Linked DNA regions of Mus musculus: regions 2, 3 and 4 are each linked to region 1. The links are chromatin contacts, called in public HiChIP or PLAC-seq maps. All regions are on one chromosome and are shown on one strand. Each heading gives the region's core, a stretch centred on a gene start, on an enhancer-like site or on the middle of the called end of the contact. The rest is flanking DNA. Distances are from core to core; before and after follow the strand shown.

Region 1 (7,438 bases), core at 2,523-5,022:
TGTTTCTCTTAGTGACTGGGGTCAGGCTAGGAGCCTTTCTGTGGGTCCCGGGTCCCCTCTGTGAGGTTCAAGTTTTGACTTGGGCTTTCTTAGAGTCTAGACTTCTGGGGTTTTACTAACAGCAGGTCGCTGGAGGCGAGAGGGGAAGAGGCCTTGGGAGTGAAGGCAGAGCAGTGGGCTCAGCCACAGGATCCTGTCATGCAGAGGATGGGCCTTAGCCCACACAGTTCTAGAGAGTTTGGTCTTAAATTTCCTTGTGTTCTCCCCTCTCCCTCCATTGCCAGGTCTATTTTGTACTAGGGATTGCACTCAGGACACTAAGCATACACTTTATAATTGAGACCTTCCAAACCACCCTGGATCTCCTTTTACTTTTTTAAAAATTATTTTGCTGGGCAGTGATAGTGTACCTCTTTAATCCCAGCACTTGGAAGACAGAGGCAGGCAGATCTCTGAGATGGAGGTCAGCCTGGTCTACAGAGTGAGTTTCAGTTAGGACAGCCAGGGCTAAAAAGAGAAAACCCTTTCAAGAAGAAGAAAGGAGAAGGAGAAGAAGAAGGAGAAGAAAGAGAAGAGAAGAGAAGAGAAGACAAGAGATGAGAAGAGAAGAAAAGAAAAGAGAAAAAAACTTTTTAGAGAATTATTTATGTGATCAAGGTTGTTTTATTTTTATTTTTTTTTCCTATATGTGCATCATGTGTGTGCCAAAAGAGGACATTGGTTCTCCTGGGACTGGTGTTACATACAGCTGTGAGCCACCATGTAGGTACTGGGAATGGAGCATAGGTCTTTTGCAAGGGCTACAAATCTGTCAACCACTCTGTCATCTTTCTGGGTACCCCTGGCTCTCTTTTATGGGCTGCCTCAGGCAGACATAGGACAAAAGAATGATTCTTTTCCTGGAGGCCTTTGAACCTTATGCTTTGGGAACACATCCTACCTGGTCTCCTGTCTGTGATCATCAGATAAATCTCTCACTCCCCGCTTAGAACAAACAGAAACTCCATTGATGATGCTGTATTTGGCCCAGGCTCCTGGGCTTAACAGTAAAGGTTTCCCATCATGCCTTTCTCCCAACCACAGCGATGGCAGCTCACTGCTCCAAGTTCTTCTCTAACTCTCTGCCTCCTCAGTCAGTCTGCATTGTGTGATAGCCTCTGCCCACTGTTCCCAGGATGTCCTTTCTGTGACTCTGATCAAATGACTTGGCCCCACACATACCCACTCCCCGTCTCTTGCATTCTCTCCACAAAGCCCACAATCTGTCTGCACATCTCCCCACGGGCCTGTTTGTGAGCCTTTAGGTCCAGCTCATAGAAATCGCTGAGTGAAATGTTTGTGGCTGGATGAACGCAGAAATGAGTACACATGCTCATAGAGAAAATAAGCTAGGGTCTGGGGATGAAAGCTGACAGAGAGGCTTTCCCACACTTAAGGCCCCGAGTTCAATCCCCAGCACCACATAAACTGAGCAATTGGATGTGGTGGCCACGTCTTTGAAGGTGGAGGCAGGAGGATCAAAAGACCAAAGTTATTCTCAGTTATTAAAAAAAAAGTTCAAGGATAGTCTGGGCTAGAGATCCTAAGAAAAACAAGGTGGGGTGAGTGAAGGGGGGAGGGGGGAAGAAGGAAAAGAAGGAGAGAGAGAGAGAGAGAGAGAGAGAGAGAGAGGAGGGAAAGAAGGATGGACACAAGTTGAGGAAGGAGTGAAGCGAGAAAGGAAGGAAAGAAGAGTTTAGGGTTTGGCAAGGGGCTCCCTCCAGCACCATCGAGGCAAAAATGAGAAGATAAATACAAATTTGAAGATAGCCTGGTCTATACAGCAAGCTCCAGGCTAGCCCAGGATACCATAAGCAAGATCTTACTAAAACAATCCAAAGCAATGGATTAATGAATGAAAATAACAGTTGGGGCCTGGTTCTCACATCCCAGACCATTCTCCCCCTATAATCCAGTTACCTGGAGCTCAGCCTATTTGGTGGAAACATGAAGAACTACAACTGCTGGCGTAGAGTGAGTTTGTGTCTTCCCTAACCTCAGAGAGGGGCCTGAGTCAGGTTCCTGGGAGCCCTGAGGACATGTGATCTGGACCCCCTGGGGAGTCCCAAGTGTGTCTGCAAGAAAAGAGAGGATGGAGGTGAAGGTGATGGTGGGACCCTTCCTTTTCTGCTGGCAGTAAGAAACTACCGGGGTATATGGAGGGATCAGGCTAGTTTTTACATAAAGCAAGAGGTTAAAGTATACACAGGAGGAAGCTAATTGACCAAGAAGTTCTCCTTAGACAGGGGACTGTGGCATACACTTTAAAGCCCAGCACTCGGGAGGCAAAGGCAGGTATAGAGCGAGTTCCGTGACAGTCAAGGCTACACAGAGAAACTGTCTCAAAAAGACAAAAACAAAACAAGTTCTTGCTCAACCGAGCAGTCTCCCTAGAGGTGTGTGTGTCCTTGGAGTCAGAAGTGGGGGACAGGTGTGTGTGGAGGAAAAGAACTATTGCTCTACTCTCTAGACTGGATGTCTGAAGGACAGGAAACCCTTCCACTTTCCCAGAACTCAGCATAGAGCTTGGTTAACATAGGGAAGATGCATGGATGGATGGATGGATGGATGGATGGATATGTAAATAGGTAGACTGATTAATAGTTAAGTGGATGGATGGGTGGATGGATGGTTGGATGGATGGATGGATGGATGGATGGATGGATGGATGGATGGAAAAGTGCATTGAGAATAGATAAGTAGATGAGTAGACTGGGAGATGGATGGATATAGGCAGACTAATGAATTAATGGATATATAGATTAAGTGAATAGATGGATGTGTGGGTGGAAGAATGTATGTGTAGACAAATGATGGATGGATGGACAGATGGATGGATGGATGGATGGATGGACAGGTGGCCAGATTGACAGAAGGTCATATAGTAGATAAAGAAATAAAAATACAAACTGTTAGCAGATGGATGGGCTGATGTACGGACAGACAAGTGGCTAAATGAGCACGTTGCTAACCGCGAGGGTAAGCAGACGAGCTGACTGGCAGCTCAGAAATGAGCAGTTGGTTGAACAGAGATGTGTAGACGGATGGGTGGTGTGATGGGCTGGAGAGATGAGCAGACAATCAGAAAGAGACAAGGATAGGAAAACAGAGGAAAGAAGAAACGTGCGAGGAAGGTTTATAAAGGAGGAAGTCTAGATCGTAACGTTCAAGGGTTGGAGAAACCGGGAGAACTGGGCTGGGAACAATGTCCTTAGGGATCTGACACCAGCTGTGGTACTTAGCTGGGAGGGGAGGGGATCAGAAGCCAATGTCCTTCCCAATTGGAAGGGAAGCCCACTTGAGAAGTCTGGAAAGGAGATAAAATGTGGGAGACCCAGTGTCTACTGTTGGCCCTAATTGGCTTAGGACGATCTAGCAGATATTGCAGGGCCTACAGGAAGAGCCAAGCCTGGCAGCCTTGGGACCAAAGTCCTCCACCTGACAAATTCACCCTCAAAATTAGGGATCCACGCTCTCGCTATTCTGACCCCCCGAAGAGGGGACTCTTGGCCACCAGAGGGGACTGAGAAGAAATCGGTATTATTAGGCTAAAAGAACAGTGGACTACTTCAGCAAGGCCTAGCGACCGGAGCAGCAGAAGCCTTCCATGGTAGTGCTAGCCTTTCTCCCTCCCAGCCCCAGTTTCCTCTGGGCAGGGGCCTGGCCCCCTGTCTTCCCAGGGCTGCCCTTTGAGAACCACCTGCCCCAGCCGGCCAGAGACTTCCTGTAGCGCAAGAGATTTATGCAAACGGGCTGGGGCGGTGATGTCACCCCAAGGGGACTATCTCCCAGTGGCAGGCCCTTCGATAAAATCAGGAACTTGTGCTGGCCCTGCAATGTCAAGGGAGGGGGCTCACCCAGGGCTCCTGTAGCTCAGGGGGCAGGCCTGAGCCCTGCGTCTGACCCACGACCGTCCAGTCCCCCGACGGGGCACCTGGTCCTGAGGGGGATCCGCCTTGATCCCCACCGAAGCAGGGGATCTGACCAACCTGGAGCTCAGCTGGATGTTACAGGCGTGCAAAATGGAAGGGTTTTCCCTCACCGCCCCTGTGAGTACTGGGGCTTCACTACCAGCCCAGCCTGGGGCTTTGGGATGTGTGACCATCTGCCCACTAACCCACCAGCCCACCCGATGCCCTCCGGCTCCCTATCAGTGGGAAGTTGGTGTTTCCTCCCCGGAGCTGCTGGTCTGAGACCCAGCGAGGGGCCATTGGCTTCCTTAGAGCATGCCCTGGCGGGCTGAGGGTTGCCGGCTGGCCCCATGGTGGGGCTGTGATCGGTGGGGCCTGAACAGCTATTTATAGATGGGTTCAGTGGCAGGCCGAACTCTAGGGCAGGGTTCTGGGTTGAAGATGGCGAGGGCGGCTCCTGAGAGGCCATGGATGAGGAGATCTGGAGACTGGCCTAGGAGTCTCTGGAGGCAACAGGAGAGGTTTCAACTCAAGACCTGTGGGCTCCTGAGGCAAAGGCTATTAGAACTCGAAGTCACCCGTGGGTCCCCAACATTCAGTTTGTGGCCTGGCTGTTGATCCAAGTGTTTGGGCTTTGGGCCTACATGGATCTGAGAGTCTTGGGCAGTGACCAAGACTGGCTTCTTAGGGCCAGGCCGGGCAAGAGAAGAACAGAGCAGAAACCCTGCAGTTAGATTGTGGCTAGAACTTAGCTCAATGAGAAATCGGGTGAAGAATGGACTGGGGCCAGAATGGGACGGAGATTGGGACTGGAGTGAGAAGATCTGGCTAGAGTTAAGGTGGGGCAGGGACAGGGACACTAGCAGGTGGGAGGATCCCACCTGTTCCTCCTGTTTTCAGTGACAGTCACAGCTTTGGGCGAATGGCAGCCCAGAATCCCTTAGAGAGGACCCTCTTGCTTTCTCCTACCCTTGGAGGTGTTGGGGCAGTGAGGAAAAGCTGAGCAGGGCCTGCCCACCTGACTCAGCGTTCCTGAACTAGAGACAGATCTCTTCTCTATCCCTTCCAGCCCTCCGTAGCACCTCAGGCCTGACATCGTAGTCAGTGTCCTGCAACAGGGGCAGGCCTAGTGTGCTGCCTGGAAACCCAGGGAAGAGGGCCAGCTTCTGGTCTCCTCACAGGATAGAAGACAGGCTCGCCAAATCTCACTGTTCTCTCCTTTACCCTGATCCCCTTCTCCTGCCTGGGACGGGAAAGGTGCTGGGGCAAGCACAGGTGATGGAGGGTGTCCCAGAAGTTCACTCTGCCTCAATTAAAGCCACTGTCCCTGACCCTTGACCTCTTCTTCCTGCTGATATGGACACAGGCCAGACCTCCAGTTCCCACACCAGCTCTTTAGCCCCTCTCTCCAGCCTCAGGAGCCTCTCTCCAGCCTCAACCAAGTATCTCTTGAGTGGACCGGCTCTCAAGGCAGCCCTGGCCCACCAAGCAAGGCCACTGTAACTATTGTGCAATCCTTGGGCACACTCTGTGGTTGTGGGGAGAAGCCCAGTGACTGACGGGAAGGCTCTGAGTGCATATCCCTGTGCCTAGCAAGTGAGAGATGGAGGAGATGAGGGAGGCAGAGGAGAAAGAAGATGGGGAAAGAAGGGAAGAAAGACAAAGGAAGGAGAGGAGGACAAAGAGGAGGGAAGAGAGAAATTAATGGTGGCAGGGAGTCTCCCATCAAAAGGACAGTGGAGGGAGGAGGCAAAAGGGACAGTTCCTTGATCCCCAAAATCTGCCTGGGTGACCTTCGTACAAACAAATAATCAACATGACAGTCATCATGTCGGACTGTGCCTTCTTGAGACTAGATGGACAGCGGCTAACAGGAGGGGAGGAGTCAGGGTCAGGCGGTAACAGAGGGCCCCAAGGTAGCACTGGAGAGTGGGACCTGGTTGGTTCTGAAAGGCATGTGAATGTACTGATGGCTGGGACTCGATGTGAGCCTGTGTGTGTCAATATATATGTGTGTGCCTGCAGGGGGTGAGAGAACAGTGGGTGTCTGTGAGTGTGAGCAGATGTATAGGCCTGTGTGAGACGGGGGGGGGGGGGGCTCACGAGAGGGTGAGGATGCCTGTGTGTGAGACCGAGACAGGAACCCAAGAGTGAGTGTGTGGACATGTGAGAGTGAGTCTCCACGGCTTTGGGTATAAGTGTGTCACAGGGAGTGTTTGTACGTGTGGGGGAAGATGAGTTGGTGGGAACGGGAGAGGGCAACAGGCCCCCATGGTCATAGGTGTGTGTGGAACGGTGCAGTGGATAATAAGAGAAGTGAGGAAGGGGCTGTATGCACCCTCTCTTTAGCCCTGGATCTGCTGACCTCTGACCTCTCTACCTCATTGTTAGCACGCTGTCCTGAACTTCCCGCACCGCCTTACCCACTGTGTCCCTGAATGCTCTGGATTCGAAGCAAAGGCTGGGCAGCTCCCAGGTGCCCCAGTCAGGGAAGGTCACAGGCCTCAAACTTAGCTTTAAACCTCACTGGAATATCTTCAACAGCTCAGGCTCGACACCTTTCTCTCTCGGCAGCCATCGGATGACTTGGTTACTTACGATTCAGAGCTATACCAACGTCCAATGCATGACTACTACTCCTTCGTGGGCAGCGATGGAGAAAGCCATAGCGGTGAGTACCTGGTCCTCCACCCCTCATCCCAGCATGCCCTGGGGCTGGAGAGAGGAAAAGACTCCTGAAGTTACTTGGAATTCTGAGAGTAAGATGCAGGCAGCAACTTCATCCCTGTATCCCACAATGTCAGCCCTATCTCTGATCCCTGAGCATCTTCTTGTGCCAAGGGCAAATTTAGTTTCTTTCTCATTTATCTTGTCTGGTCCTTGGGGACTTTAAAAAAAATAGATTTATTTTCATACAAAATATTCTTATTGTGGGTCGCCCTTCCCCAACTCATTCCAGATTCTCTCCACCATCCAAATCCACACCTTCACTTTCTCTCTGATTAGGAAACAAATAGACACTTAAAAATAACATAAGATAAAATAAAAACAAACCAGAATAAAAATAAAAAACAAACAGACAGACAGAAAAAAAAAAGAGCCAAAAGAAAAAGTGCAAGAAACACATATAAGCCTGGTCTACAGAGTGAGTTCCAGGACAGCCAGGGCTACACAGAGAAACCCTGTAATCCTCTCTCGGGGGGAAAAAAGAAAGAAAAGAAAGAAGTGAGAGAGAGACAGAGAGAGAGAGAGACAGAGAGAGGGGGGAAGAAGGAAGAGAGAGAGAGAGAGGAAAGAAGGAAGAGAGAGGAAAGAAGGGAGAGAGAGAGAGAGAGAGAGAGAGAGAACACATTCACACACAGAGAGAGAAGTCCCATAAAAATTTAAAACCAGAAGACCATAAGGTTTGATTTTTAAAAGTGCCCAAAGTATTGTGAGACAAAACCAAAAACAAGACAAAACTCCAAAACCACACTGAGTTCATCAGT
Region 2 (7,438 bases), core at 2,261-4,760, 400 kb after region 1:
AATGTGGCTCAAGAAATGGCGGCTGTTCCCACCTCTGTTTACCTCGGCCTTCTGGTTTCTCCTGTGCCTGTCCCACTGGCATTCAGCTGAAGGGAGACAGGAAGACCTGTGACCCCTCTCCAGAAACCTACCTGCTCTTCTCTAGCCGAGGCTCTATTCGCCGTATCTCACTGGACACCGATGACCACACAGACGTGCACGTTCCTGTTCCTGGGCTCAACAATGTCATCTCCCTAGACTATGACAGTGTGCATGGAAAGGTCTATTACACAGATGTGTTCCTGGATGTTATCAGGTATGAGTGGCACTGGAACAGGTGGGGGACACAGACCTGATCCTGAGCAGTCATGTGTGAGGTTACATTCTCTATTGACGAATAAGCGGACTGGATGGCTTGGCCGTTTGACATGGAGTTAGATTTCTGACCACTTCACAGTGGTCCACACTTACATTGCTTGTTTGCTGTTTTGGTGACTGTAAAGCTACTCAGGGGCCTGAGATTGGAAGATCGATAGTTAGAGGCCTCATAGGCAAGGTCCAGTCTCAAAAGAGTAAGAGCAGAGTTGCTTACCATGGTTCCCCACCTACAATCTCAGCCCTTAGGAGGCCGAGGCAGGATGGCTTGGGTTGACGATCAGCCTGGACAATGTAGCAACCTTCTGTCTCAAAAACAATAAACAGGATGCAGCTCAGAGTGCTCGGGAAGTGCACTCTGAAAGTGAAAGCACTGGGGGGTGGGGGGGTGGGGGTCTCAGCAGAGCCGGAAGTGATCGCTTGAGGTAGAAAGATCACAAGTTCAAGTTCAAGGCCATCTTTGGCTATATAATGAGCTAGCTCGAGGCCTGGGCTGCGCTGTGTGAGACATCTCAAAAACGTGTGTGTATGTATGTGTATGTGTGTGTGTCTGTGTGTCTGTGTCTGTATGTGTGTCTGTCTCTGTGTGTCTGTCTCTGTGTGTCTGTCTGTGTCTGTGTGTGTGTCTGTCTGTGTCTGTGAGTATGTGTGTGTCTCTGTGTGTGTGTGTGTGTGTCTGTCTGTGTCTGTGTGTGTGTCTGTCTGTGTCTGTGAGTATGTGTGTGTCTCTGTGTGTGTCTGTGTATGTATCACAGAAACCTGGTATGTTAAACAAACAAACATGATGCCAAGTTGGGAACCTGGAGCTTCCACACTAGTGTCAGGCCCTGAGGGGACTCTAAGAGCCCTCTAAGGCAGGTGAAAAGTTAGAAGCTATATTGTGGCATAGGGACCTTAGCCCAACATTAAGTTTTATATTGCTTTACCTGGATATTTTGAGTGACTTTTTTTTTGCTATTATTTTTATTATTCTTTTTTTTTAAAGATTTATTTATTTATTATATGTAAGTACACTGTAGCTGTCTTCAGACACACCAGAAGAGGGCATCAGATCTCTGTTACAGGTGGTTGTGAGCCACCATGTGGTTGCTGGGATTTGAACTTCTGACCTTTGGAAGAGCAGTCGGGTGCTCTTACCCCCTGAGCCATCTCACCAGCCCCTTTTATTATTCTTTATATTTCTTATTTCAACACAACTCAAGAATATGATATCATGTCAATACTAGAGACTTACCATGGCAGAAATTCTTACATGGGATATAGAAATCTTTGCCTTTGTTCTCCTGAGGGTGCATTCAGATTTCATGTGGTGTGTGCAGTTTAGAGAAATCCCCCAGGTGACTACGACGTAATCCTTGTCCCTGGTGCATTAGTTTCTGTTTAAAAGCACAGATCGGTTTTAGCAAACCTTTCCTTTCTGTCTCTGCTTTGCTTTGCTTTGCTTTGCTCTCGAGACTGAACCCAGGGCCAGAGTTCTACCACTGACCTACACTCTCAGCCCCAATCTACCTGTCTAATAATCACCCCAGGTAGCAATTCTTGTGTCCTCACAGGATATATTAGGAATGACTTAATTTGTCCTACGGCAAACCCTATACATCCAAACCCTCTTGAAGGAAACAGTCTTAAGATAATCTGCCTGTATTGAGCACCCACCATTGCTGGGTACTGAGGAACATGCTGTATCTGTCTCTATAGAGTTTATAGTGAATTTCAGGGTACGATTTCTGGTTAGTCTGGTTACTCGAGCAGCCCTGCATTGTCCCTAAGGCGAGCAGACCTGAATGGCAGCAACATGGAGACTGTTATTGGACACGGGCTTAAGACCACTGACGGGCTGGCAGTGGACTGGGTTGCCAGAAACCTGTACTGGACAGATACCGGCCGAAATACCATCGAAGCATCTCGGCTAGATGGATCCTGTCGCAAAGTGCTAATCAACAACAGTCTAGACGAGCCCCGGGCCATTGCTGTTTTCCCCAGAAAGGGGTAAGTTCATGTCTAGCGGGAAAGAGTTCCAGTCTAGAAGGGACTGGTAGAAAAGCAGCTCCCAGAATGTGTTTACAGATTAATGGGTGGGTGGTAGCCACTATATTCTGCCAATCTCTTTGTGACAATGGCGCTATTGTATCTTAGGTACCTCTTCTGGACAGACTGGGGCCACATTGCCAAGATTGAACGGGCAAACCTGGATGGCTCTGAGAGGAAGGTCCTCATCAACACAGACCTAGGCTGGCCCAACGGCCTCACCTTGGACTATGATACCCGCAGGTGAGGACCCTGGTCCAGACAGCTGCCTGGGAATAGAGGGCGGGCCAAGGAGAGCACAGAGGTTGGCATGGGGGTGGGGGGGGGAGAAAATATGGAAAATCCCTGGACAGATGAGGAAGAGGAAACAGGGAAAGGGGTAAGACAATGCAGTCAGGCCGGGCGTGGTGGCGCACGCCTTTAATCCCAGCACTCGGGAGGCAGAGGCAGGCGGATTTCTGAGTTCAAGGCCAACCTGGTCTACAGAGTGAGTTCCAGGACAGCCAGGGCTACACAGAGAAACCCTGTCTCGAAAAACCAAAATAAATTAAAAAAAAAAAAAAAAAAAGACAATGCAGTCAGCACCAGGCTTGCTGAATCCAGCCCTGAGCCTTCAGTGGCTTTGGTCTCCTTGGTTTGCAAGTTCTGAGGATTATCAGTAGACAGACTGTGTCCTATTTTACATATCCATTTAGGGTCTTAGATTTGTGGCTTACCTGCAGAAGCAATAGGCTCTGGGATTGGTAATTTCTCCTCTAGATTAGGGTGAAAAAAAGGGAAGGGCAGAGGAGGGTGACTTCCCCTTCCTGCCCCCGGAGGAAAAGAATTAAGGTCAGGTCACCTGGAGAGTTGGTAGGGTGACCTCTTCTTTTAACCTTGGTTAGGTAGGGCCACATGGCCTGAACCCTTTCTGAAGACCATTTATAAAACTGTGGGCTTAGATTTCCGGCTAGGACCCAAAGGGTGATCAAGTTGCCAAGGAAAGGCTGCGGGTGGTCCTAAATTCTCTGTGTCCCCACAGCTTCAGGTTCCCTGCTTATGAGTTACATTCTGTTCTTTAGCTGTGGGGCTCATGGTGACCTCTCGTCAGGAGTGTTTCCTGACTGCGCCTGCCAGTTCAGCTTGGGGAGGAACAGGAAGCACCTTATGGGGAAGAACCATCTGCCCCACCCCCTTCTCTTTCTCTTCTCAGGATCTACTGGGTAGATGCACATCTGGATCGGATCGAGAGTGCTGACCTCAATGGGAAGCTGAGGCAGGTCTTGGTCAGCCATGTGTCCCACCCCTTTGCCCTCACACAGGTACTGGCTCAGGAGAGAGGTAACTAGACCTCCCTGACTAGGGTGTTTCCTGGGGATCCTAAGCCACTTAGAGAGTACTCTGCTATCCTGGCCCAGCACTTCCGTGTTCTGTCATTTGAAGGCCTGGCTCTCAAAAAGAGGTGCAACTTGTGCCGGGGCCCTGGCTATAGAGAAGTTGCTTTGTGATGACTGAGCCCAGGAACATGGCATTTTGATAAGTTCCCCTGGTGAATCTACTGCTGTGCTTTTAGCTCACTTAAGTTAAAGTTTGTTAGAATGGCTAAAAGTGAGAGATTTGATGTGGCCAGCTATTTGGTGTTTGCATGCCTTCACAATGAGCCTGAAGCCTACTTGGATAAATAACAGGACACGGGACCTCTGTAGGCTGTAGTTACCTATAAAACAAGTTGGTTTAACAGTGACATGCACTTGAAGTATGCACTAGTGTCAACATAGGACGTAGCCCTCTGCGAACACGAGACATACTGTATTAATTGCTTACTGACAACAGCAAATTAAGGAAGGGAAGGTTTATTCTGGCTCACAGTTCAAAGGTTCAGTCCATCATAACAGAGAAGACATGACGGCAGGAGCAGGAGGCAGCTGGTCACAGTGTAATGCAGTCAGGAGGCAGACATTGGTGCATGCTGTGCCTGGCTACCTCTCCTTTTTAGTCCCATCCAGGACCACAGCCTGCTCACATTTAAAGTGAATCTTCTCACCTTAATTAACTTACTCTAGCAACCGCTCTGGCATGCCTTGAAGTTTTTTCCATGATGATCTCTAAATCCCATCAACTTGACATTCACAATTAACCACCAAGTCGGTGAGGTGGCTTATAGGTCTCTGAGTTCAAGGCTGGACTGGTCTGTGCTGGCAGGATCCTTAGTAAGACTCTGTCTCAAGTTAAAACAGAGATCTGCCATCACATGTAACTAGTTCAATTACTCCTAACCTTATCTGGGATAGTTCAACACAACAGGTAACCTGAAGGAACTATGTGGCAGTGATGGTTGTAATCCCAGCAACTTGGAGGTGAGGCAGGAGGATTCAAGGTTATCCCCAACTACATAGCTAGTTTGATGCTAGGTTGGGCTATATGAGACCATGTCTAAAAAAAAAAAAAAGAAAAGAAAAGAAAGGAAGGAAGGAAGGAAGGAAAGAATAAGAAAGAAAAGAAGAGAAAAAAGAGAAGGAAAGAATTTGGGATAAGATAATGAACACTGAGTCTAAAAGAGATTCTCAGACACTGAGAAGTTCTCCCTGCTTGGCGAGCATCACCCTTTTTTTTTTTTTCTATTTTTAAGTGTTGGAGATTGAACCTGTAGCACTCTGCCACAGAACTACACCCTCAACCCTGTACTGTGTATTTGATGTTTACCCACCACAAAGGGTTTATCTGAATTTACCTGGCAATAGGCTAACGCAGAATATATTTTCTCAATCTACAAATGTCTTCCAGAATTTCTAACATTCTACCACTGAGGAGGAAGACAATAATACTTTCATTTCCCCTCTCACCCTTGGCTGAGAATGTCACTTCCAGGGCATTGTCAGGAAGCTGTCCATGTAAATAAGCGGACTATGGAAATCAGGGTTTTGAACAAAAAGACCCATATGGCAAAGGATGAAATGAACCTCTGGATTCCTGTTTGTTGGGTAATGAGCTAGTCTCTCATTTGACTGAGAACTGAGTGTGGGTGCTGCAGACTCGGAGATGAATCAAGCGCATTCTTTTTTTTTTTTAATTTAAATTTTTAAAAACTTTTTATTGGTTCTCTGTGAGTTTCACACCATGCACCCCAGTCCCACTCATCTCCTGTCCCTTCGTACTTGCCCTCCACCTTTGCAACCTCTTCCACAAAAGAGAAAAAAAATCAGTAGTGTGTCACAGCCGCTCACAATCACATTCTTGATGCAGGAACTTGGGCTGGAGGCATATGGCTGTAACTCTAGCACTTGAGAGGAAGAGGCAATAGGTTATTGAGTGTGAAGCCTACCTGAGCTACACAGTGAGTTCCAGGCTAACTTGTGCTACATAGCAAGATTGTCTCAAAAAAAAAAAAAAAAAAAAGGTTAGGCATTGTGAGGTCTGTCTATAATTCTAACACGTGGGAGGTAGAGACAGGAGGGTTACAACTTCAGAGCCATCATCAACTATATAGTAAATTTGAGACCAATCTAGGCTACGTGAGAGCTCAATAAACAAAAACAAAGAATATAAACAACCAAACAAAACAACGACGACGACAAGTACCCGAGTAGGGCAGAACTTAGACACCCAGTAGTGACCAAGTCACTACTGGGTGTCTAAGTTGTGTGTGAGCAGCTGCTTGGTGCAGAACAACATAGAGGCGTTCAGTAATGTGCTCCATGGGCCTGGAGCGATTTCCTGAGTGATATCTGGGGGTGCACAGCATTCATTCAGGAAATCAGTCGCAGAAGGCACTTCAGCAGTCGGATAGCTCACATGGAGGCACAGAGGTGGCACTGGGGTCTGACTGCTGAATACTTCTTCTTTTGGGTTCCCTATCGAGTAGCAGGACAGGTGGATCTACTGGACGGACTGGCAGACCAAATCGATCCAACGTGTCGACAAGTACTCGGGCCGCAACAAGGAGACAGTACTGGCCAACGTGGAGGGACTTATGGATATTATTGTGGTGTCCCCTCAGCGGCAGACAGGTGGGCCGCTAGGAACTGAGTCCCTTTCCTTACAGTTGATGGGCCTGGCTCTGGTCATCCCAAGGGCTGTTAGTGGCCAACAGGGCTTGTGTTTCATGGTTTTTAGACCTGTGCATCCTTTGTGATTATCCCCTTCCTACCCTGTTGTCCTGGGGGTGAGATAACCCCGGATTTCCTCCCTTTCGAGAAGTGTGAGACCGGGAGACCCTATTCTCTCTTAGACCAGACACGTCTGCTTTGTCTCCAGGGACCAATGCCTGCGGTGTGAATAATGGTGGCTGTACTCACCTCTGCTTTGCCCGAGCCTCTGACTTTGTGTGCGCGTGTCCTGATGAGCCTGACGGTCATCCCTGCTCCCTTGGTGGGTTGGATAGACTAACTTCTTGGAACCACAGAGCCCTTGGAAAGGGAGGGGACGGCAACCTCAGCAGTATCCTTTTAGGGAGCATCGTGGTGGCATAATGTAAATGAGCAGTATTCTTGGGCTTTGTGATGATGCTCAAGCCTGGCTTTGTCTGGCCCCTGGCATTTCCTAGAACAGAAGTCTAGACTCCCGATGTCTTGCTGAGGATCACCAGATCCTCATTTCTATTCCTAATATTTGTGAGCCACCATTTTATCCTAGAATCACTAATAGTAAATCCAAATCCCTTTTAAATTTATAGCAATAAATGAGGGTGCCAGAGGTTAGGGCATCTGAAAGATTCTATTAAGACGTCTACTCTTGAACTATATATAGGTTTCTAGCAGCCCATTTCAACCCACTTTTCTCTCCAGTACCTGGCCTCGTACCTCCTGCTCCCAGAGCTACCAGCATGAATGAGAAGAGCCCAGTGCTACCCAACACGCTGCCCACCACCTTACATTCTTCTACCACCAAGACCCGCACCTCTCTGGAGGGGGCAGGAGGAAGGTAAGTAGGGTCGATACAGGGTTGAGTGTCTGGATTCAGATCACCATGCCCTACTGGTAGGAAAGCATTGTCCCAGCTTCATAATCTGGCAGATGGGAGATGCATCATCACATCATTAACCACCAGTCGCTATTATGGGGAACACAGGTGTGTTTTA
Region 3 (7,438 bases), core at 1,265-3,764, 380 kb after region 1:
ATTGACTGAGAGGGTCCTGTGCAGGCAAGGGAGTGGGCGTTCCAAAGGAGCATGTCGGGGACGTAACTCATACAGATGCTTGCTTAGCAGCCTTGGTTTCTATCCACTTCTGGTCCACTAGCGTGTAGAAGTCTGTAGTGCCATCACAAAGGAAAGCCGGTTTGTAGCATTCTGGAGGAAGACACCTTGCCCCTGTCAAGAATCAGGCCCCTGTCCCTAGTCACTAAGGTCTGAGGAGGGCTGCTTTCCCTTCCAGCTTCAGCAGTACCCTCTCCTCCTTGCAACCTGGAAGAGTTCCAGTGCGCCTATGGCCGCTGCATCCTCGACATCTACCACTGTGACGGAGATGACGACTGTGGAGACTGGTCAGACGAGTCTGACTGCTGTGAGTGCTCTGGCTAGCTGGGAGGAGGGGCAGCCAGACAGGAGGAGCTTCCTCCAGTGTCAGGGCACAGGTGCCAGCTGGGGCGGAAACAGTGTCTGAAATCCACGGTCCCTCTGGGGAGGAGCTGGAGTGTTGGGAGGGGCGGGAGATGGGACTTGGGACTTTCTGCTCTTCCACGAGGTGCTGTGTGCACGGTCTGGCTAGAGACAGAAGACCTTTGTTTCCCCAGCCTCCCACCAGCCCTGCCGCTCTGGGGAATTCATGTGTGACAGTGGCCTGTGCATCAACTCGGGCTGGCGCTGTGATGGTGATGCAGACTGTGATGACCAGTCTGATGAACGCAACTGCAGTGAGTTGGGGGTAGCATCAAAGGCTTGGGGGGCCAAGGAGAAGGGTTTGGGTGCAGATAGAGCATGAAGACATAGTGAACAGCTATACAGTTGTGTGGTTGTATGCTGCACAGAGGCACTATATCTAAAGGATACCTGTCGCCTAGTAGTCCACAGACTTGTAGACACACCATGGCAGTTAAAATAGTAGGCGGAAGTAAGGGACTCTGAGGAAAGGTCACCTGGTTCATAAAGAGATACCTTCTGCAACACCACCATCAAGAAGAGTAGCCTGTGTACTTTGGGAGGCAGAGAGTTTCAGGCTGGGGTGGGAGGACCAGCCTTTCTTCCATTAATTAGGTCTTTGCTCTGTCCAGCCACCTCCATGTGCACAGCCGAACAGTTTCGCTGTCGGTCAGGCCGTTGCGTCCGTCTGTCCTGGCGCTGTGATGGGGAGGATGACTGTGCGGACAACAGCGATGAAGAAAACTGTGAGAACACAGGTGGAGTCCCCAGCGGTATCCCCGCCCTGCCCTAATGTTGGGAGTGGGAGGCAGAGAAGCAAAGGGAACATTGCCATTGCTTTCAATGGCCTGGACTTGCCCTGCCCTTCCCAGTGAGTAGGGTCAGATCCAGCTGTTGGAGCAGGGGAGATAGCACTTGCTATGCAAGCACAAGGACCCAAGTTCAAATCCCTAGCACCCAAGTTAAAAAGCTAGGTATGGCTGTGAGTGCCTGTAACACCACCGCTGGGGGGGGAAGAGAAAGTCAGACCCCTGAAGCTCATTAACCAACCAGCCTCACCAAATGGCCAGCTCCTGATTCAATGAGAAACCTTGTCTCAAGGCAATAAGACAGAGAATGAACGATAAAGTTATCAGATATTGTCCTTGGCCTCTGCACACACAGGTATGGGCACACATACCCATATTCATAGTCACATGCGTGTACCACACATCCACACAACATATCACATACGTACACACACATGCACATGCACAATCCAGATGCGCTGAGGAACTGTGTACAGTTCTTGAACACAGAGTCAAGGCTGTGAGTCTTTGCAGCTGCTCAAATTCTCACTTCCAATCTGGCCTTGGGAGGAAGGGCTGTTGTCCAGCCAGTAGCCCAGTGTCTACTTCCACTCTGCAGGAAGGACTGGCAGTCTCTGCGTCTGCTCCCCGCCCACCCCACCAGTCCCTGCTAAACCTGGTTCTGACTACAAGACTACACTCCGACTCTGTTCCCATCACTCATCCATCGTGGAATCCCAGGGAGAAAACAAACTCAGACACTCAACCAGCCTTGTCTGAGCTGTTTCCTGCCTCGGACCCCATCCCTCCCACCTTGACGCTCAGCTGGCTCCACTTTACCCTAGAAAATGACAGGCTCCTGTCCCTTGTGGACTCAAGCCCTGCCCTCCTGTGACCTGACTCTCCCCCTCCTCCCTCTCTTTCTAGGAAGCCCCCAGTGCGCCTCTGACCAGTTCCTGTGTTGGAACGGGCGCTGTATTGGGCAGAGGAAGCTGTGCAACGGGATCAACGACTGCGGTGACAGCAGTGACGAAAGTCCACAGCAGAACTGTCGTGAGTGTCTCTAGCGGGTGGGCCCTGCCCGTGGTTTGTGGCTGAGCCCCACCCCTAGGGTTCAAAGGGAGGCCTCCCTTGGGACTCTCACAGTTTTTGGGAGCTGTTCTTCGTGGTCCAGGTGGAATGCCAAGTTGGCTGGACGGGGGTGGATTCTGGGCTCGGCTCCCAACTCTGGCTTGGCTGTCACAGGGCCCCGGACGGGTGAGGAGAACTGCAATGTTAACAACGGTGGCTGTGCCCAGAAGTGTCAGATGGTGCGAGGGGCAGTGCAGTGTACCTGCCACACAGGCTACCGGCTCACAGAGGATGGGAGAACGTGCCAGGGTGAGCTGGGGCCTGTTGGGGGTGGGGGGAAGGAGGGGAGGGAAGCTGGGTGACATATCAGATGGGTGTGACCTTGACTCATCGTTACACTGACCCTGGGAAGTAGGGATCATTTCTCTCATTTTGCAGATAGGGAAACAGAAGTGCAGAGAGTATAGGTAATTTACCCAAAGCCACACAGATAGTAAGCAGCCGAGTTGGAGTTTGAAATCTGAGACTCCATGACCTCAAAGCCCGAACCACTGGTTACACAGTTTCCCTCCTGGCTGTGGCAGTGGATGGGGATATGGAGCTGTGACCAGGGAGACAATGGGGTGGCTTAGGAGTGTGTGGGAAGATGGTTGTAGGCAGGCTTCCTCACCCTGCCTGGTATCCACAGATGTAAACGAATGTGCTGAGGAGGGGTACTGCAGCCAGGGCTGCACAAACACTGAAGGGGCTTTCCAGTGCTGGTGTGAAGCAGGGTATGAGCTACGGCCCGATCGGCGCAGCTGCAAAGCTCTGGGTAAGGAGGGTTGGCACTTGCCTGGGTGGGCGGAACAGACAAAAGCCAGGTGTTAGAGCTGAGGGATTTGCTAAGATGTAGACTGATTTTTTTGCAAATTGCAATCTGGGCGCCAAGTGAAAGGCGATTGGGTTTGGGGTTAGAAAGGATTCTAGTGTTCTAGTCCAAATTTCAGCAGCTTGGGACATGCTCTAGTGGGCAAAGGGCCCCAGCTATGAGCTGAGGCCCTGAGGGTGCATGCTGATGGGTATCTGTGGCTCTGAGGCCCAGTGGGTCCTATTTCTATGCTGTGTCCAGGGCCAGAACCTGTGCTACTGTTTGCCAATCGTATCGACATCCGGCAGGTGCTCCCGCACCGCTCCGAGTACACGCTGCTACTGAACAACCTGGAGAACGCCATTGCCCTCGACTTTCATCACCGGCGGGAGCTGGTCTTCTGGTCGGATGTCACCCTGGACCGCATCCTCCGTGCCAACCTTAATGGCAGCAATGTAGAGGAGGTGGTGTCTACTGGGCTAGAGAGCCCAGGTAGGAAAACAAGGCCCTGAGTGGAGAGCCTGGAATGCCATGTGCAAAAAAACACAGCGGAAAGGGGGGGCCGGGCCAGTGTTTCCAAAGTGCACAAAGCAGAAGGCCTCTTCCAGTGAAATCTTGGGTGAAACTCTCAGATAGGAACCAACTGAGGAGTTGAAAATGCTGCTCAATTGGTAGAGTGCTTGCTTAGCATGAACACAAAGCTCTAAGCTTGATTCCCCAAGCACTGCATAAACCAGACATGATGATGCCTGCCTGTCATCTGAAGAGGTAGAAGCAAAAGGATCAGAAAAGTTCAAGGTCATTCAGTTTAAAGCCGGGCTGAGATACACGAGACCCCCATCTCCACATACAAAAAGCAATAGCTAATCTGGTGGCCTCAGGCTTATCCTACAAGCAGGTTAAGTGACTAAGAAGTCAGCAGCATCCAGGGCTGGAGTTGCAACTCAGTAGGACAGCACCTGCCTACTTATGAAAGGCACTGATTTCCATCCACACACAGCACCAGGGCGTCCAGAGTTCAAGGCCATCCCCAGCTCTGTGTGGATGAAGTGCGTGACCCCGGTCAACTGCTTGACTTCCCTTCCCACTCTGGGAAGCTCAGTGCCAAGCTCACAGAGACGATGTGTGTCAGAGTTACAACAAGGTCCTAGCCTCAGAAGCAACGTCTTGTAAGAGTCTGCTCTTGTTTCCAGGACGCAGAGCTACCTAGGGTGAATGGCTGACACTCTTCCCTTGCCTCCTCTCACCAGGGGGCCTAGCGGTGGATTGGGTCCATGACAAGCTCTACTGGACCGACTCTGGGACGTCGAGGATTGAGGTGGCTAATCTGGATGGGGCCCACCGGAAGGTGCTGCTATGGCAGAGCCTAGAGAAGCCCAGAGCCATTGCCCTACACCCCATGGAGGGGTGAGTAGGTGTCTCAAATTTCCAGGTCCCTCCTGCAGCAGGCAGGGATTGTTCTCAGGCCTCTGGGCCAGGCACTGTGGGTCTTCCTCAGAGCAGTGTTGGCAATATGGACTCTGTACCCAGATGCCCTTGCGTCCTGGGTCTGTAGTGTGTGGCTGAACATCCTTGGCTTACTCAACCTCTCCGTGTTCCTTCATTTTTCTCTTTCATTCTTTTGTTTCTTTTCTTTTCTTTTGAATATATATAAGTAAACCCTTCAAACACACCAGAAGAGGGCATCTGGTCCCATTACAGATGGTTGCGAGCCACCATATGGTTGCTGGGATTTGAACTCAGGACCTCTGGAAGAGCAGTCAGTGCTTTTAATTGCTGAGCCATCTCTCCAACTCCCTCCCTCTTCATTTATTTCTTGGTTGGCAAATTAAAAACAAACACATATAAAGCAAACATAAAATAGGCATATTCGGGAGGTGACCGCAGAAGGATTGGGACTTCAGCTACAGAGTTGGTGACCAACCTAAGCTATTGAGACCCTGATCTAAATAAAGATACAACTGCTCCTACAAATATCTAAGGTTAAAATAATGAAGCATTTTGAATGGAATAAAATATACTAATTAGGTAAGTTTGAACTGCCTAGTGTTTTTTTATTAGCCCATAGAGTGAAGCTAATTAAAAATTATTATTAATTTAAAGCAGCCAGTAGTTGAGGTAATTAATATCATTAATTTGAAATAATTTTAAAAATTAATAGACAAGTCTCCTGCATTGAAGTCTCTTGAAATGAAAATTCCTAGCCTCTGGCCTGTATACATTCCATGCCACCTCTTGAGGGGATGACTCGCAAGATCCTGCAATTAGATGTCAACTGTTTGAGAAGTATGGTGTGAGGGAGAGGGGGCATAGAACAGGCCAGGCAGCAGAAGAGACTGAGAAAGAAGAGCCTGTGTGTCCTAACATATACACTGCACTCTCTCGTCGTCTTCACGGGCTCAGGGATTGCTGTCCACTGCTCCGTTTCTAGCGCCGGTTGCACCCCTTCCATAGCAGGCACTTTTAAAAATCTGATGAACAAATGCTCTGTCTCCAGGCAATTCAATCGAGATACTTAAAACATCATTCTTCAGAACTGGTGATACAGCTCTGTGATAAAACAGTTGCCTCGCGTTAGGTTCTGGGTTTAACTCGTTGGGTTCAGTCTTCAAACACGGGGGGGAGGGAGGAAGCATTTTAAATAAGTAAATTTTTTTTTTGAAAAAAGCATACTTCAAAGCCGGGCATGGTAGCATATGCCTTTAATCCCAGTACTCAGTGAAGCAGATGGAGCTCTGAGTTTGAGGCCAGCCTGATCTACACAGTGAGTTCCAGGCCAGCCTGGTCTACATAGTGAGTGCCAGGTCAGCCAAGGCTATATAGTGAGACCCTGCCTCAAAGATAGATGATAGATAGATAGATAGATAGATAGATTGATAGATAGATAGATAGATAATAAACTAACAAACAGACACAAACAAATGAATAAACAAACGAGATGGTTTCCAGGCAAACGGGTGAAACCCAACGTGTAAAGCCGTCTCCTGTTCCGTCACCGTGGCTGTCATTCATCAGTCCTCCGCCATCCATCTCTTGACTTCCTTTCTTCCTAGAACCATTTATTGGACAGACTGGGGCAACACCCCCCGCATTGAGGCCTCCAGCATGGACGGCTCTGGGCGTCGCATCATTGCTGACACTCATCTTTTCTGGCCCAACGGCCTCACCATCGACTACGCTGGTCGCCGCATGTACTGGGTGGATGCTAAGCACCACGTCATCGAGAGGGCCAATCTAGATGGGAGTCACCGCAAGGCTGTCATTAGCCAGGGTGAGGTCTTTGGTGTGCTGTCTTTCATCTCTCTGCTCCTTCCCCAATCCTGCCCCCAGGAGCCTTGGCAGAGGGTGAGATGTGTGTGGCTGCCAGGTCTGGCTGGGCTCAGGGGCCATGGCAGGCCATGTCTGGACTAAGGTCTTTTTGGACTGTCTCCAGGCCTCCCACATCCCTTTGCCATCACAGTGTTTGAAGACAGCTTGTATTGGACAGACTGGCACACCAAGAGCATCAATAGTGCCAACAAGTTTACGGGGAAGAACCAGGAAATCATTCGCAACAAGCTCCACTTTCCTATGGACATTCATACCTTGCACCCCCAGCGCCAGCCCGCAGGTAAAAAAAAAAAAAAAAAAAAAAAAAAAAAAAAAAGTCACATCAAGTGAGCTAGATTTGTCACCAGTGATGTGGCTGCTGGTGCCTCTTGAGAATCCGCCTTGCACTTGTTACAGATACAGTGAATTCCAGTCAGGGAAGTCCAGAGCTGGCATTAACATGGGCTACTTGCTCTCTCTGCTGGACATTTAGGGTAGTACAACATCAGGACTCATCTGGCTTTTTCCATAAAATGCAAACATTTACAGGTACTCGTATTCACATCTGGAAAAGATATCGAAATTAATCCCACAGAGTTGGTTTTTTCTTTTTTTAATAGACTAATTTGTTTTCATTTCAAATGTTATCCCTTTTCCTGGTTTCCACTCTGCAAACCCCTTATCCCATCCCCCCTTACAACACTTCTATGAGGGTGCTCCCCCACCCATCCACTCCTACCTCATCATCCTAGCATTCCTCCACACTGGGGCATGGAGCCTTCACAAGACCAAGTGCCTCCCCTTCCACTGATGCCAGAGATGGCCCCTTCAGTTCCTTCAGTCCTTCCCCTAACTCCTCCATTGGGGTCCCTGGGCTCAGTCCAATGGTTGGCTGCAAACATCCACATCTGTATTGGTCAGGAACTGACAGAGCCTCTCAGGAGACAGCTGTATCAGGCTC
Region 4 (7,438 bases), core at 1,286-3,785, 350 kb after region 1:
AGGATGTTCAAATATTTTGCAAGCTCATGAGTAAGTGAAAAAAATACATAAAATCTTTAGCCAAAGTGTTTGTGTTGACATTGTTATGCATTAGATATAAAGTTATTTGTGCTATTACTCTGCTGAGTAGTTGTATGTCAACTTGACACCAGCTAAGGTCATCCTGACAGGAGGAACCTCATTTAAGAAAATGCTTCCATAGGAAGCAGCTACCACTGGGTACAAAAGCTGTGATCTCCTGGTCCCGACACACTTCCTGCTATAACTCAGTTCTTTGGCTTTAATCCCAGTTTCATCCAGCAGGATTCCTGCTGCAGTCACTTCTCACTATGTGCATCAGTTAATGTGAAGTTGTTTTATCACCTTTTTCTTTTGTATGAACACAACTTCAGGTATGAGAAAGATACTGTGAGTGTATGTATGTGTGACTGTGTGTGTGTGTAGTCCAGGTCAACCTTGGGTGCCATGCCTCAGGAGCCATCCATTTTGTTGTATTTAAAAATTATTTAATTATTCAATTAGGTCTCCCACACTCGCTCTGTCTCTCTCCACCTCCCTCCCTCCTCAGTGTGTGTGTGTGTGTGTGTGTGTGTGTGTGTGTGTACACACACACATGCAGAGGTTAGAAGAGGCCCTTGGGTCCTCTGAAGCTGGAGTCACAGGTAGGTAGGTAGGTGCTACAGCCCAAACTCAGTTCCTCTGGAAAAGTAGCAAGAGCTCTTAACTGCTAAGCTATCTCTCCATCCCCCAAGATAAATATCTTTTTATTTAAAAAACAATTTTGAATCAACTTTTCAAATGATCAAGAAATTTTAACCATCTGCCAGGTCTGGAAACTCACTCCTTTGAGTCCAACACTGGGTAGACAGAGGCAGGAGGATCTCTGTGAGTTCAAGGCCAACCAAGGCTACATAGTGAGATCAATTCTCAAAACATAAACAAAATATGTATACAGAGTTGTATTTTATTTTAAAATGTGTATGGTACATTCATATAATAAAATGTTATTCATCCATGTAAAGAAATGAGTATCAAGACACAAAACGACAAGGGGGAACCTAAACACCTACTGAAACACGAAAGAGGCCATCTGAAGAGCTTATACACTGAATGATTCCCATTATTCTCAAAGGGGCAAAACTTTAGAAGTCAATAAGATCAGTCATGGAAAGGAAAGGAGCAAGGAGAGGGGTGAATGAATGGGGGATGCACAGAGGAGTTTTAACCATGAAAAGATTGTTTTACATCTTAATGTGGATATATGAGAATATGAATTTGTCCAAGTCCAGAAAACTGTACAATACAAAGAGTGGACCCTAATATAAACTATAGGCTGTTGGTAATCACACTGAGCTAATATTCAGTTGCAAGAAATGTACCACACTAACACAAGAAATTAATAATAGAAGCTAAATAGAAGATACAGAGGGAAAAAACTCTACTATCAGCTCAGTCCTCTTTAAGTTTAAAACTACTCTAAATGTTTAAGCTATGAACTTTTAAATGTGTATGTGTGCATATAAGTGTATACACAAGGTCTGGAGAGATGGCTCAGCGGTTAAGAGCACTGACTGCTCTGCCACAGGTCCTGAGTTCAATTTCTAGCAACCACATGGTGGCTCACAACCAACTGTAATGGGATCCAATGCACTCTTCTAATGTGTGTCTGAAGACAGCTGCAGTGTACTTATATAAATAAAAAATAAATATCATAAAAAATGTTTTAAAAAAATAAGTGTATACACAAACGTATACAGTAAATGTGTTACACACTCACTGCAGGGTGCTTAGCAAAGTACAGTACTTAGTACCACACAGCCTTAGCTCAAGGGTAAGGTCAAGTTCTGCAAGGGGAAAATCTGATCCTAATACTAACTGTATGAGGTCTTATGCAATTGTCTCTTTAGCCTTAGTGTCTCCATCTGTAAAGTAGCAAACACAGCAATCCCTTCTATGATAATGCTGCATGCAAAATGCTTACCTCGTGCAGAATGCCTAATGAAAATGAAAAGCTCGAAATAACCGTGCACTATGAAGGCAAAATTATTATTTACAAAATGACTGAAGTCATTTCAGATGCCAAGTTTGCGTCAATACAAACCTATCAATAATAGCCTTGTTTGGGGCCTCAGATTCTTAATTGTGTTACTTAGAATGCAGTCCTCATTGCCTGAGAGCCAGTCCATATAATTCAGCCATTCTTTACTCCATAAATGTTATTTTTCATCCAGGTTTGGCCCTACATTCAGGCTCAGGCCCTAGAACCCCTTCTTTCTGTCCTCCCGTCCCATCCAGACCCGCTACCGTTCAGGCTCCGCCCCTGTCTCCTACCCACTCCTTCCCCTAACACATTACTCCTTTCTTTTCCCGACGCTGAAAAAAGCCCCTACCCAGATACTCGTAGTCCGGTAGAGCTAGGCGCTCGGGACTCAGCATCCTTTGACCGGGTAGTTTCCACGCTCCAGCTTTCTTCTTCCGGAACCCAGGTTACAGCCTGTCTCTGTTGCCATGGCACCCAGGCGGCCAGAGGAGAACTAGAAGGCTGAGAGGGTGTCACGTAAACAGTCTCCGACTGGCAACGTAGAGCCTATCACACAAGTTCCGGAAGCAGTCACTTAGAGTCTGATTTTCTTTAACTCCTATTTTTGGGATTTGGTTTTAGAATCTGTGAATTAAATTCTCTGAATGTGTCGTATTTTGTGATGCTGAAGAATTACTATCAGTGGCTCATATCTGCAATTTCTGGATTTCATAGTTTCTGTTTATTCTAACAATAATGATCATGTATGGCCTCGCCTAACACTGAGATCTCATTATCTATTATTAATCACTTTTAGGATTTACTCTTTCAAGTTGGTACAAAATGTTCTTTGTATCTTGGCAGCTTCTGGAGGTCGGGGATACGTCTTTAGCATAGAGATACTACTAAGGGCCACTGAGCAATCCAAGGGACCCCATGTGGTGAAAACAGCCTACCAACTCCTCCAAGTTGTCCTCTGACCTCCACAAATCCCCTGCCCCAAATATATATCTCGACAGGGTCTCACTGTATTGCCCAGTCGGGCTTAGAACTTGATGTGTAGACCAGGATAGCCTTGAATTTAAGAGATCTGCCTGAGCCTGCAGCTCTCAGAGGTTTTAATGTTTTAAAGGTGTGTGCCCCTACACCCGGTAAAATGCAATTTTTAAAACTACTCATCAAGTCCTCTGTAAGTTAATGACCATTCCTCTCAAATTCCCTTTAGCCGTTTGAGACTGCTTCTACTTCCTATTATTTGACATCTTGTCCAAGTGCCTTTCCTTTTTCCTACAAAGTCACTTCATTTCTCAAAGGAAATGGGTCAGAAACTAGAGCATTTATTACATATCCTCAGCTCTATCCTTTCTGAAGAAGAAAGACTATTCCTTTCTTTTCAAATAACCAGATTTTCTTATCTCCTCTCTCTGTGCAAGAACAGGAAAGAGATCTGTACAGTGTCACAGTCCAAACCTAGCAGAAAAAGCCACTCGATCCTCACTTTTGTTTTGTTTTGTTTTGTTTTGTTTTGTTTTGAAGTAAGTCCCTGCCCCTTCAACAAGGAGAAGTTTTCGAAAGAGGAGAGGTTTTGTGACAAAGAAAGAAAACGAAATTGATGTCATCAAAGGAGTGACTGGGAATCCCACAGACCACCTACACTGGAGTAAGTAAAGAGGAGGCTCTTCTCTTATGTTCTGAGGGGCCTATTCTTAGTCTCCCCAAAGGAGCTACTCAGACCTTGTAATTCTCCCTTTCCCTTAAATTTGTATATATGTCTCAATTCTAGGCTCCTGTGAGTCACTCTGAATTTGGATGTGGTAAGGAGAAAGGGACAGAGCCACACAAGGGACAGTGTTTGGTGTTCTGAGGTAATGAATTTTCCAGGTTGGTAGTTGTTGATATGAAGTCCTGCAAGTTTTGTTAAAAATAATTAACTTCTCCTTCCTCTACCCCTCCTCCATGCAGCTTGAGGGTATAGAAATTTAATGATTTTTCATATTGGGCTTATTATTATTGTAATGTAAATAGAGTAATAATAAAATTTTAAAAATTGAGATAGAGTCTTACATATCTCAGGCTGGCCTGAAACTCACTAGGTTGCCAAAGATGACCTTGAACTTCTGATCCCCCTGCCTCCATCTCTGGATTGCTGAGATTATAAGCATGGAACACCAAGTCTGTTTTATTTGAAGCTGGTATGGAAAGCAGCCATGTTAGTCAAGCACTCTATCAACTGGCTACAACCCTATCTCTAGGATGGTATTTGTTAACGATGACCATGTTGTCTTACTCCCAAGAAATCTGATTTTCAGATGATTTTCACATATTTTCATGTGTCCTCATGAGAACTAAGGCAATTACCCTGTTTCTAAGTAGGAGAACTGAGGCATGGGTCATAAAAAAAGGGACTTGCTTAATATCATCCATCTAGCCAGTGGGAGGGCTGGAAGTGGATCTCCACTACATCAACATCCAGGCTAGTGGTCTGACCACTAAACCACACAATCTTTTTTAGGGATTGTTGGGTTGGTGTTTATTTACTTATTTTTCTTTTTGTTCTGTCTTGCAAGCGACTGGGAGCTCCCAGATAAAAGCAGAAAGTTTTGAATTCAGGCTACACACTTGACATCCTCTTATTTGTGGAACATTATCCTGGGACTTGGAGAGTGCTGCTATTGGGGTCTGTGTGGTGAAGCTGGGAACCAGCCCCAAGAATAGAGCTTTGTTTGGACATTAACCCATTTGCGGTTATAATAATGATAAGTTTCAGCACCAGTGGCGCCTGACTGTTAATGACTCAAAGAAAGCTAAATAAGAACAAGATGTCATCGCTGGAGAGATGTGTAGGTCTTTTCTACAGTTCCATTCCTTCTGTTAAAGTTCCAAGGATCCTTATGCTAAAAGCTAGTCTTCCACTCTAAGTGTTCTAAACACTGTATTTGTAAGGAAGCCTAGAAAGGACAAGAGGTTACTAGTCTAGAGCTTTAAATATCAGGGATTTCATAGAAATATATTGGCTGTTCCTACTGGTGTAATTACTAACTATGTCTTCTTTCTTGGTATTTTTTTTCTATATCCTTCGAATTATCCATCTATTAAGAACTGAAAGCAAACAATGATAAGTATGATGACCTTTCTGATAATGTTTGTGCTTCCAAGGAGAAGCCACTGATTTGGGGATTTCTCTCTGGTCACACATTACATAATTTGGCAACACATACATGGTAGACTGATTTTTCAGTGAAACATGCACATTCGGTTTTAGAATAGAGATGAGAGCTGGGGAGATGGCTCAGTAGTTATGAGTGTGCACTGCTCTTGCAGAGGAACTGAGTTCAGTTCCCAACACCCACACTGGGAGGCTCACAACCTTGTATAACTCCAGCACCAGGTGATCTAGCACCCTCTTCTGGACTCTGCATGCATCTGCACTCACACACACACACACACACACACACACACACACACAAATATATATATATATATTTTTTTAAATAAATATATAAAAGAGTTCTAGAGGTATATATTTTGTGATCCAGTTGAGAGTTAGTGAAAAAATATTAGCCTTCAATTTAGGTGGATTTTCAGGATTATCATAACATATTTCTAAAAATTTACTAAAACAAATAATCACTTAGACAAATCAATCAATCAAAAGATGACTCCACACTCCTGGGGAAAACAAACAAAACAAAACAAAACACCCAAAACCCAAAAAGCACATGGCAGGGCTGGGTCAAAAATGGCTCAGTAAGAGCTCTTGCTGACTTCAGATCCCTAAAACACACACACACACACACACACACACACACACACACACATTAAAAATGGGCATGGCTGCATGTGCTTATAATCACAGTACTGGGGAGGCAGAAGTGGAGACAGCAGGATCACTGGGGCTTACTGACGACCAGCAGAAATGAAGAACAAGCAAGCTCCAGGTTCAGTGAGAGATTCTATGTCAAGGGGACAAGGTGAAGAGCAATAGAGGTAGATTTTTTTTTTCCTCCTCCAGCCTCCATAAACAGAGGCACATACAATACCAACCTACCAGGCAAGACTGTGGGGACAACCAAGGACTCACTGACTGGTTTGAGACCCTGCTGCACAGGAGGGAATTCGAGTCTTATATTGGCTTGGAAGGTCACAGACCCTAGGAACAGTTTCTACTACTGTTGTTCTGCTAAATGGACATGTTGCAAACTGCCTTCTAAAGAGGGGGCAGAAAGCATGTAAGCCAAAGGGTGGCAAAGAATGCGGTGAATAAGGGCTTCTGGACCTGACACGGCTGTGTCTTCATGAACTCACTGAAACTCTGGATCAAGGCCTGTCAGTCAAGCAACACTAAATGAAACTCAGTGGCTTACAGAAATAAAGGATACAAGAGAGTGAACACGTTGACACACTGGGGAAGTCTGAGGGGGAGGGTTGTGGGTGGATGGGATCAAGATACATTGTATACACGTATTAAAAAAGCAAAAAGCAGCAAAGACTAGAACAGGCTCTTCCCATAGGGTAGAATGAAGACACCAAGCCCAAATCGAAGATGCACCCACGTTGGGACATACTGATTTGTCAACTTACTACACTATAATGTCTGATTGCGTAAAGAGAAATTTAATAGATATGTTTAGGTCTGCAAATGACCTAGTTAGGACGGATAAAGAAAAAAAGGTGAAGACTACAGAAAAGTAAACACATGGTTTTTAACCTCAGGGAAACAGCAAGGAAAGAAGAAATGAAAGTTGGATTATTGTGCTACAAAACAGGTTCGAGAAACTAGGATGCGCTTTGTCAGTTCATCTGGCAGAAGGATGCTAAAGGCAAAACAGCCACTAAGAAATTCAGGTCATGAAGTGAGTGCTGAGCCACTGGGCAATTCTTGAAAGACATAAAGCTTTCGAAAAGCACAGAGGCGGCTAAGGGTTATGTCACTGCCTGAGATGCAACATGTACACATTTTAAAAATGCTATCTAATCATTATGAATTGCCATACAAGTCAACAGACCAGAGTTCTGGGAAAAAGTCAAATATAAAGAAAATGTCATGCCAGGAGTATCGGCACATGCCTTTAATCTCAGCCCTCAGAAGGCAGAGGGAGGTGAGCCTCTGAGTTTGAGGCCAGCCTGAGCCACATACTGAGACTGCCTCAAAACAAACAAACAAAAAAAAGAAACAAACAAAGAAAGAAAAGAAAGAAAGAGATGTCCTTAAACTCTTGGGTATTTAAGAATCACTAAGGCTTTATACATAGTTAAAAGGACATTGCCTAAATTTAACTGGAGCTAAAGGCAATTAGAGACTTTTACCTTCTTGGTTTTTTTCATATTTTCAAAGGCTACAAAAATTTGGTAATTATGTTGTCAAATCCCTTGTAAGGGAAGGGAATTTCTGATCCTCCACCTTCTCCACAGGGTTTA

Evidence for each region. HiChIP or PLAC-seq counts read pairs in DNA pulled down with a chosen protein or histone mark.
Region 2: an H3K27ac HiChIP or PLAC-seq map of acute myeloid leukemia shows a contact between it and region 1, with 2.3 times the contacts expected there. The contact joins the enhancer-like site here to the promoter of Spi1 in region 1. A contact is called at or near these places in 10 of 39 promoter capture datasets (3T3-L1-derived adipocytes, cranial neural crest, embryonic stem cells and 6 more), 4 of 484 Hi-C or Micro-C datasets (embryonic stem cells, hemogenic endothelial cells, muscle stem cells and 1 more) and 5 of 115 datasets of contacts at active chromatin or transcription factors (acute myeloid leukemia, bone marrow-derived dendritic cells, bone marrow-derived macrophages and 1 more).
Region 3: an H3K27ac HiChIP or PLAC-seq map of bone marrow-derived dendritic cells shows a contact between it and region 1, with 3 times the contacts expected there. The contact joins the enhancer-like site here to the promoter of Spi1 in region 1. A contact is called at or near these places in 9 of 39 promoter capture datasets (3T3-L1-derived adipocytes, the C10 cell line, the SN4741 cell line and 6 more), 4 of 484 Hi-C or Micro-C datasets (embryonic stem cells, hemogenic endothelial cells, muscle stem cells and 1 more), 6 of 115 datasets of contacts at active chromatin or transcription factors (bone marrow-derived dendritic cells, bone marrow-derived macrophages, large pre-B cells and 2 more) and 1 of 9 other capture datasets (liver).
Region 4: a contact with region 1 is called in an H3K27ac HiChIP or PLAC-seq map of microglia, with 4 times the contacts expected there. The contact joins the promoter of 1110051M20Rik here to the promoter of Spi1 in region 1. A contact is called at or near these places in 9 of 39 promoter capture datasets (the 3T3-L1 cell line, cranial neural crest, embryonic stem cells and 4 more), 4 of 115 datasets of contacts at active chromatin or transcription factors (bone marrow-derived macrophages, craniofacial prominence, embryonic stem cells and 1 more) and 1 of 9 other capture datasets (embryonic stem cells).

What each region holds. Positions count from the first base shown.
Region 1 is chr2:91,092,906-91,100,343 of GRCm38.p6, forward strand. It overlaps Spi1 (spleen focus forming virus (SFFV) proviral integration oncogene), which reads left to right and starts at 3,773. Exons shown (of 5, transcript NM_011355.2): 1 at 3,773-4,088; 2 at 6,525-6,621. The coding sequence starts at 4,044.
Region 2 is chr2:91,494,766-91,502,203 of GRCm38.p6, forward strand. Lrp4 (low density lipoprotein receptor-related protein 4) reads left to right here. Exons shown (of 38, transcript NM_172668.3): 28 at 1-295; 29 at 2,125-2,343; 30 at 2,491-2,625; 31 at 3,575-3,683; 32 at 6,224-6,368; 33 at 6,616-6,729; 34 at 7,146-7,281. Among named protein-coding and RNA genes, the nearest start is that of Ckap5, 28 kb to the right of the region's middle. Within about 2 kb of position 3,511, at least 52 of the 459 cell types and tissues checked have an H3K27ac peak or open chromatin away from gene starts, as enhancers often do. A contact at or near this core is called in acute myeloid leukemia, bone marrow-derived dendritic cells, bone marrow-derived macrophages and 1 more, where this site is marked.
Region 3 is chr2:91,474,092-91,481,529 of GRCm38.p6, forward strand. Lrp4 (low density lipoprotein receptor-related protein 4) reads left to right here. Exons shown (of 38, transcript NM_172668.3): 6 at 257-385; 7 at 615-734; 8 at 1,092-1,217; 9 at 2,175-2,300; 10 at 2,493-2,627; 11 at 3,007-3,132; 12 at 3,430-3,660; 13 at 4,419-4,575; 14 at 6,222-6,439; 15 at 6,602-6,778. Among named protein-coding and RNA genes, the nearest start is that of Lrp4, 20 kb to the left of the region's middle. Within about 2 kb of position 2,515, at least 98 of the 459 cell types and tissues checked have an H3K27ac peak or open chromatin away from gene starts, as enhancers often do. A contact at or near this core is called in the SN4741 cell line, bone marrow-derived dendritic cells, bone marrow-derived macrophages and 4 more, where this site is marked.
Region 4 is chr2:91,442,179-91,449,616 of GRCm38.p6, forward strand. It overlaps 1110051M20Rik (RIKEN cDNA 1110051M20 gene), which reads right to left and starts at 2,536. Exons shown (of 9, transcript NM_175123.5): 1 at 2,391-2,536. The coding sequence starts at 2,436.